Linked DNA regions of Sus scrofa: region 2 is linked to region 1. Evidence: chromatin contacts called from public targeted proximity ligation data. All regions are on one chromosome and are shown on one strand. The core of a region is the stretch at or near the end of the contact, and the rest is flanking DNA. Distances in the headings are between cores, read along the strand shown.

Region 1 (3,415 bases), core at 407-2,906:
GAAAGAGGGGCACTGGTCCAGGATGACCTCCAGCTTTCCCATCCCTGCATCCCTGTCATCCTCTGGCACTGGGTGGAAGGCCACCCTCCTCCCCACTGTCCTTCTGCTTTGTAACTTCTTGGCTCAGATTCTGCCGCTCCTAATTCTGTATGCTGGTCCACCTGTTAACCCCTCTGCATCCTCTGCTCTATTTAGAATGTTCTCTCCGCCTACCGTCCATCACTGAGTAGCAGAGGATTAGAGATGAGAGATGTCATTGGAAATGACTGGCCTAAATATTCTCACAAGTGGTTTTGATGCCAGAATGTATTGAGGATACCAGTTTGGCATCAGAGAAGATGGGTGCCTGAACCACCAAGTTTAGGAGGGGCCCATTACTGGGTGGCTCTGTCTCATGGGGTTCAAGGGAGTGATAAGGCCCATAGATAGGCTCAGGATTTCCAGTGGTTGCGGAGTTTGGTGAGGATCAGGAAGGAGCTCATGTCACCTGGATTAATTGTTTAGAGCAGGAACAGGAGGTTGAGCAATAGAAGCAGGGGCCAGTCTTGGTTAGCAATTCAGGAGGAATTGCTCATTCATTCTTTTTCTGTATTGCAGTTTTGCCTGGCAAACAATTTTTTTTTTTTTTTTAAGGGCCACACCTGTGTCATATGGAAGTTCCCAGGCTAAGGGTTGAATTGGAGCTACAGCTGCCTGCCTATGCCACACCACAGCAATGCCAGATCGGAGCCACGTCTACGACCTATACCACAGCTCATGGCACCAACAGATCCTTAATCCACTGAACAGGGCCAGGGTTGGAACCCGCATCCTCATGGATACTAGTCAGGTTCGTAACCTGCTGAGGCACAACGGGAACTCGCACACAGTTTTTTTAAGCCAGGTTATGCAGACACGAGCCTAACTGCTATCTGTGTAAATGTACACATTAAACAAAACAAAAGAACTCTTCGCTGGTCAAGAAACATCAAAGATGAAGTCTAGATGGGCTTCTTGAATCTTCTTCTCTAGGGCCACCACGCCCCAGACAGTCTGCCTTTCTTGTCGTCACTGAGATCTCTGCCATTTGAGTCGAACTCATCCCAGGTTTCAAGGGCCAGGGCATTTCTTAGTATGCATTGAACCCATGCCAAACTATTGTTTCACACTATTATTGTCTAAGAGACAACGTGTACTAGAAATGTGAAACAGGAAATGTCCATCTGACCTTATTACCGGAGAAGAAATTTTCCAGAGTCCATATGCTGATGTAATTATTTTCATATTTTTCAAAAAAGTGTTTAGTGGTCAGGTCTTTGGAACAGTTAATTGTCATTGCTGTCATGGGCACAGCATAAAGTTTATTATCTCTTGTAGAGGAATAAAGCGCTACAACTGCTGTAATATAGCTTTGTATTATTTTTTATTTTAAATTAGGTTTTAAGGAGTTCTTTTTATGTGCTCAGTTTGTGCATGTGTATGTGAAACATATATATTTGAATGTCTTAATTTCTGTTTCCTTTGGTGGGGGGATCCTTAATTTATTTGACACAGACATTTTTTCTCCATCTTCAAAGCCTATGACGTATGCCCCGTTCCTCTGTTCCAGTACTGTGCTTTGTACAATTTCCTGTAAACAGCAGTAGGCAACTTCTACATAGGCTGGCTGGTCGGTTCACTGCTCTTGCAGTACTTATCTCAGCATAGCTAATCTCTTTTTTTTAATTTTGGTCCCAGTCTCATCAGCACCAACCCAGTGCTTTGAAATGAATTGAAATGCTGTACTCTTTGAAGAGATGAGGATTAAGGCTTAAACTGGGTCTAGGGATGAGGTGAGGAGGAAAGAGCCCTCATAAATCTGGTACTTTTTTCTCTTGAGAGGTGAAATGCAATGACCCATACTCTATAAAGAGAGGAAACAGTAATTACAAGCTTTTCCTTTGCCATGTACACTGTCTTTGATTTAGAGCAGAGCAGAAGCCAACCAGCTATTTAGTCCTCTAGCATATTTAAGTGGGAGATTTGATTTTATATATATGACACCAGAAAATAGAAATCTTCATTCAGTTATGACTGTCTTTTCTTCTCTTTCATTTATTATAAGTAGTTCCATCTTTTTGTTTTACTTCAGTTTGTGTTCCTGATCTTTTTTCGTCCTAATATGCTAATGCGCTGCCAAATCATCCTATTTTTCAGTTCTATAGACAACTTTCCAGAATCCCAGAAATTCTTTTTTTCCAGCTAAAATGCTACCGCCACTAGCATTATTCCTAATGTCAATTTGAACTTCCTTACTCTAGCACACTCTGTGCAGGGTGAATCCTTGAATGGAGCTGCAGAGAATGAAAGATGGGTGTTCAGCCGAGCTCTGCCTATGTCTTTCCATGACCAAAAACGATTAGGTGAAAGGGGAAAAATTCAGTCAGCTATTGTTTTGTCTGTCTGGTCCCAAACAACTTATGTGACTATTTGGGGAAATTTTCTTAAGTTGAATTCAGTGTGTATTTTATGTACATTGGTAGTTGAGTTTTTATCATGTAGCTATATAGTATATGTTTTCTGTGAGAAGCAATTGCATTTTTTTTTTTTAAAGAGCCATTTCAGAAAGAAATGAGGTCAATGGCGTCTTGTTTTAGGGAGGGGGTAGCAAGGACGTCGGAGTGAGAGGAAGTCCTATATGTCAAAGGGCTCTGTGCACATTTTCCTGAAATGCCTCAGCTCAGTGTAAATGTAATCTGTTATTTTAACTCATTACAAGAGCTGTGTTTTGCCCTTTCTCACATTAAATTTGTAAAAATTCACAATTAATTCACATGAATATTATGAAATCAATAACATATATATGGTGAATCTTTCTATTTCAAGGATCCCTCCTAACAGGTCGCATTTCATCCTTTCTCAAGACCTCAAAAGTTGGATTATTGTTGGAGTTCCCATCGTGGCACAGCGAAAACGAATCTGACTAGGAACCATGAGGTTGCAGGTTCGATCCCTGTCCTTGCTCAGTGGTTAAGGATCTGGCGTTGCTGTGGCTGTGGCATAGGCCAGCAGCTACAGCTCCGATTCAATCCCTAGCCTGGGAACCTCCATATGCGCAGGTGTGGCCCTAAAAAAGTTGGATTATTGTTAAAAAAGTAAAGACATTTTGGAAGACTGCTGACCATTAGCCAGAGGGAAGGTCCCGAACCATCCAAATGTTCTCTAGCTGGCAAAGAAGTATGAAAAAAATTCTGGCCAGACCTGAACATGCTGGAACATCCAGGTAAGTCAGGGAAACATGTTCATGACACCCCGTGAAAAAATGAAAGGGTCAACAAAGTGTCACGTATTTCTGCGCCTCAAGTGGAAGCTTAACTTTTTCTTTTTTTTTGTCTTTTGAGGGCTGAGCTCACAGCATGTGAAGGTTCCCAGGCTAGGGGTCAAACCGCAGCTGTAG
Region 2 (3,415 bases), core at 246-2,745, 160 kb before region 1:
CAAAGGGAACTCTACTTTTTTTATCTTTTTTCATTCTGCATGTGTTTTTTTTTTTTTTTTAAATAGTGGTTGACAAGGTATTAAAGTACACATCCTTAATTTATCAGTCTACTTATTGTTAGTATTCTCCTACTTCAAATGACATAAGAATCCTGAAACTGTTTAATTCCCTTGAATCCAACTTGTTATTGTTGGCATATATTTTAGTTAAATACATGTCACAACACCATATTAAATTTTCAGACGTCTTTTAAACACATGAAGCCAAGGAAACCCGAGAGTCATTTATACTTGCATCTCTCTCATTTCCTTCCTTCTCCCTGATGGCATTTACTTCAGCCCTTCCTCACCTTTCCTTGCAGTGAGTGCACGTCTGTTAGCAGCAAACTGTCTTGTTATGGAGATTATTTTGTCCTCATTTTCAAAGGATATCTTTACTGGATATGCAACACTGGATTGATGGTTTTGTTTTGCTTTTGAATTCCTGTAAAGATTTTTGTCTTTCTACTGCCTCATGACCCCCACTGTTTCTGATGAGAAAGAGTCCATTTGTACTGCTGCCCTGTATGTTGTGGGTTCCCCAATACCCCTCATGGTGGCTTTTAAGATTTTCTCCAACCTTTGGTTTTCATCAGTTTTAACTATGACATATATACATATATATACATATATATATGTCAGGTGTGGTTTTCTCTGTAATTATTCTGTGTGGAGTTCACTGAACATATTGAATCTGTACATTCAAAGTATCACTAAACTTGGGAATATTTTGGCCTTTACTTACTCTTATTTTTTCTGCCCTACGTTCTTCTGTTCTTCTGAAGATACAATTATATATACGTTGAACTGCTTGATATTGCCCCACATGGCATTGAATTTCTGTGCTTTTTTTTCTTCCCTTCAATCTTTTTTTCTCTATTCCTCAGACAGGATAATTTCTATTCATTTGTCATCCATATTCTGTTGTTAAGTCTGACTGTTTGGGTTTTTGTTTGTTCCCAATCCTCTGTTGAGAGACCCATTTATATCAGTTCATTACAACCACTTCTCCTTTTTACCCTCAAACACAGTTTGTCTGCTAATTCCAGTATTTGGATTATGTCAGCATCTCTTTTCACTGTGTGCTTTTCTCCTTTTGACTGTTAAGTCATATTTTCCTACTTCACTGCATATCTCATAATATTTTATAATATTCTAGGCATTGTTGAGATTTGCTTCATTTTGTTATCACGCACTTGAAGAGATAAGCTTTGTCCTAGCAGGCAGGTAAATCATTGGACAGTCACTTTGATTTTATGGAGGCTTGATTTTACATTATGTTAAAGATCTGGTCTTTAGTTTTAGCACAAATCCTTGGTCCTGGGCATAGCCTTTACTGCTAATACACAACCACTCTAGGGATTTGATGGAAAGCCTAAGGCACTTATCAAGCCTTCTAACTTGTGATTCAAACTCTGTTTTCTCTTGCAACAGAGAGCCACAATCTCTGCCCAGCCTTTTCAGCCTTCGAGCTCTGGCTTCCTGCCAGGTTCACTGGAGTCTTCCCTGCACACGCACAATGCAGGAGTCAGGCAGAGTTACGAGTAAATTATACACAGATTGAAAGGCTCCTCCCTCAGTGCTACCTTCACGTCTAGGGTTTCCTCCTTCAATTTATAGCTCCTCTAGCAGCCAATTCCTCCAGCACCTCAAGTCATCAGGACTGCAACTTTCTCTTGAGTTCTAGCCACCGTCTCACCAGACAGACTGATGAACGCCCTGGGGAAAGAGTCATGTTAAGCACAGTTCTCAGGCTGCCGATGGTCATTCTGCCAATGCCTTCAGACAGTTCTTTATTATATTTTTCCAGAGTTTATAATTGGGAGGGCTTATACATTACAAGCTATTTCACCACTACCAAAACTAAAAGGCTTTCATTTCATAATTCTTCAATGTTTGCCTCTGTCCCTGCGTTCAACAGATTGAAAGGAGAATATTTCACATATATTAAAAATCTCTTTTATCTCAGATGAAATGAAATAACTCAAAATAATCTTAAGTGATGCTCCCAGAGAGCAGATGAATATTTGCTCAACCTGCAACAAATTTACAGAACAAAAAGGTCAGATAAGTTGATTGGACCACGGAAGCACAGTTGATGGACTTTTAACACCATGGGGGGGTCAGGGGGACTGACCCTCCATGCAGTTGAAAACATCTGCAGTTCTGCATCCATGGATTCCACCAACCACAGGCTGTGGAGTACTGGAGTATATACTTCGTGAAAAAAAAAAATCTATACATAAGTGGACCTGCACAGTTCAAATGTGTTTTCAAGGGTTGATTTTACTCAGAGTTAGACCAATTAAACTAACATGTAGCAAAGCTATTTCTTACACAAACTGATAAAAAGTACAAAACTTTAAACTGTCATGAAATATAAGAAATGGAGTGTGATTTACAACTAGAAAGAGGAATGTGGCTACTGGCACACACACAGAGGCATGTTAACTGTTAAGTGCTATGACAAAATCTAACTAATCCATTGTTGTCTTCAAACTTAAGTTTTATTTTGTAGTCAGCAACTTTTCCATCTGTCAGCTTGGATGAGAAAGATGCTAATTAAAACCAAAGAGCAACTGTACATGCTGGCTGAACATTTACAAACCTCCGAAATACAGCAGAACATGAGGCACATAATTAGGATGTCAGTTTAACAAGACAAGCTAATTCAAAAGGATGTCATTTTGTAGTATGTACTCAGCTGAGCTTTAAGTAAGCAGGACTGCTGGGTGTGGGCTTATTCCTCCTACCTCTCTTTATATGCAATAACACCAAACGCTGTCAAGAAAACTTACCTTGTAGTCAAGGCATCTGTCTTTTTAAGAAAGTTCCACCTCATATAAACTGGTTTCATAAACAAAAACTGCTTCTAAATGATTCTGTCTAGGATGTCTATCTCCAAGTTTTCCAACTTGGTCTGCTCCTTGAAACACTGCCAAAATAACAGCAACAGCTGGTGATATCATAGGGAAAAAACTCATTGCCACAGGAAACCAAGCACTGTTGAGTCAACATTTTTCTTCTTGGTCAGTTGTTTTATACTTATTAGGTAAACCAAAAGACCTGTTTGAGTTGTTGTACAAATATGTGTATACGCATATATGACTGAAATTAACATCTAACTGTGGAAAATGTCTAGTTCAGAGTGCATCGGTGCTTTGGGATTCTGAGCTATCTTCTGGTATGGAAAACAGACGTAGCATCTCCATCTCCAGTGGATGCAAGCTGCCTCCTGTGATGATCAAGGAATGTAATGGTCCTCCCAGGTCCACTGTACACATCTGCTGCAAAGTGCCTGCTGCAATTTTCTGGTCCTCAGCTCCAACTCTGGCTAAGCCGACACAGAGTGTCTCCTCGGTGACTGCTATTAAAA

The links.
Region 2: a targeted proximity ligation map of skeletal muscle shows a contact between it and region 1. A contact is called at or near these places in 1 of 47 Hi-C or Micro-C datasets (skeletal muscle) and 1 of 2 datasets of targeted methods (skeletal muscle).

What each region holds. Positions count from the first base shown.
Region 1 is chr4:117,138,727-117,142,141 of Sscrofa11.1, reverse strand. The region is part of intron 4 of LOC106508363 (a long non-coding RNA gene); the gene reads left to right. Among named protein-coding and RNA genes, the nearest start is that of S1PR1, 71 kb to the right of the region's middle.
Region 2 is chr4:117,302,836-117,306,250 of Sscrofa11.1, reverse strand. DPH5 (diphthamide biosynthesis 5) reads right to left here. Exons shown (of 8, transcript NM_001243679.1): 8 at 2,528-3,406. The coding sequence ends at 3,183. Among named protein-coding and RNA genes, the nearest start is that of DPH5, 36 kb to the right of the region's middle.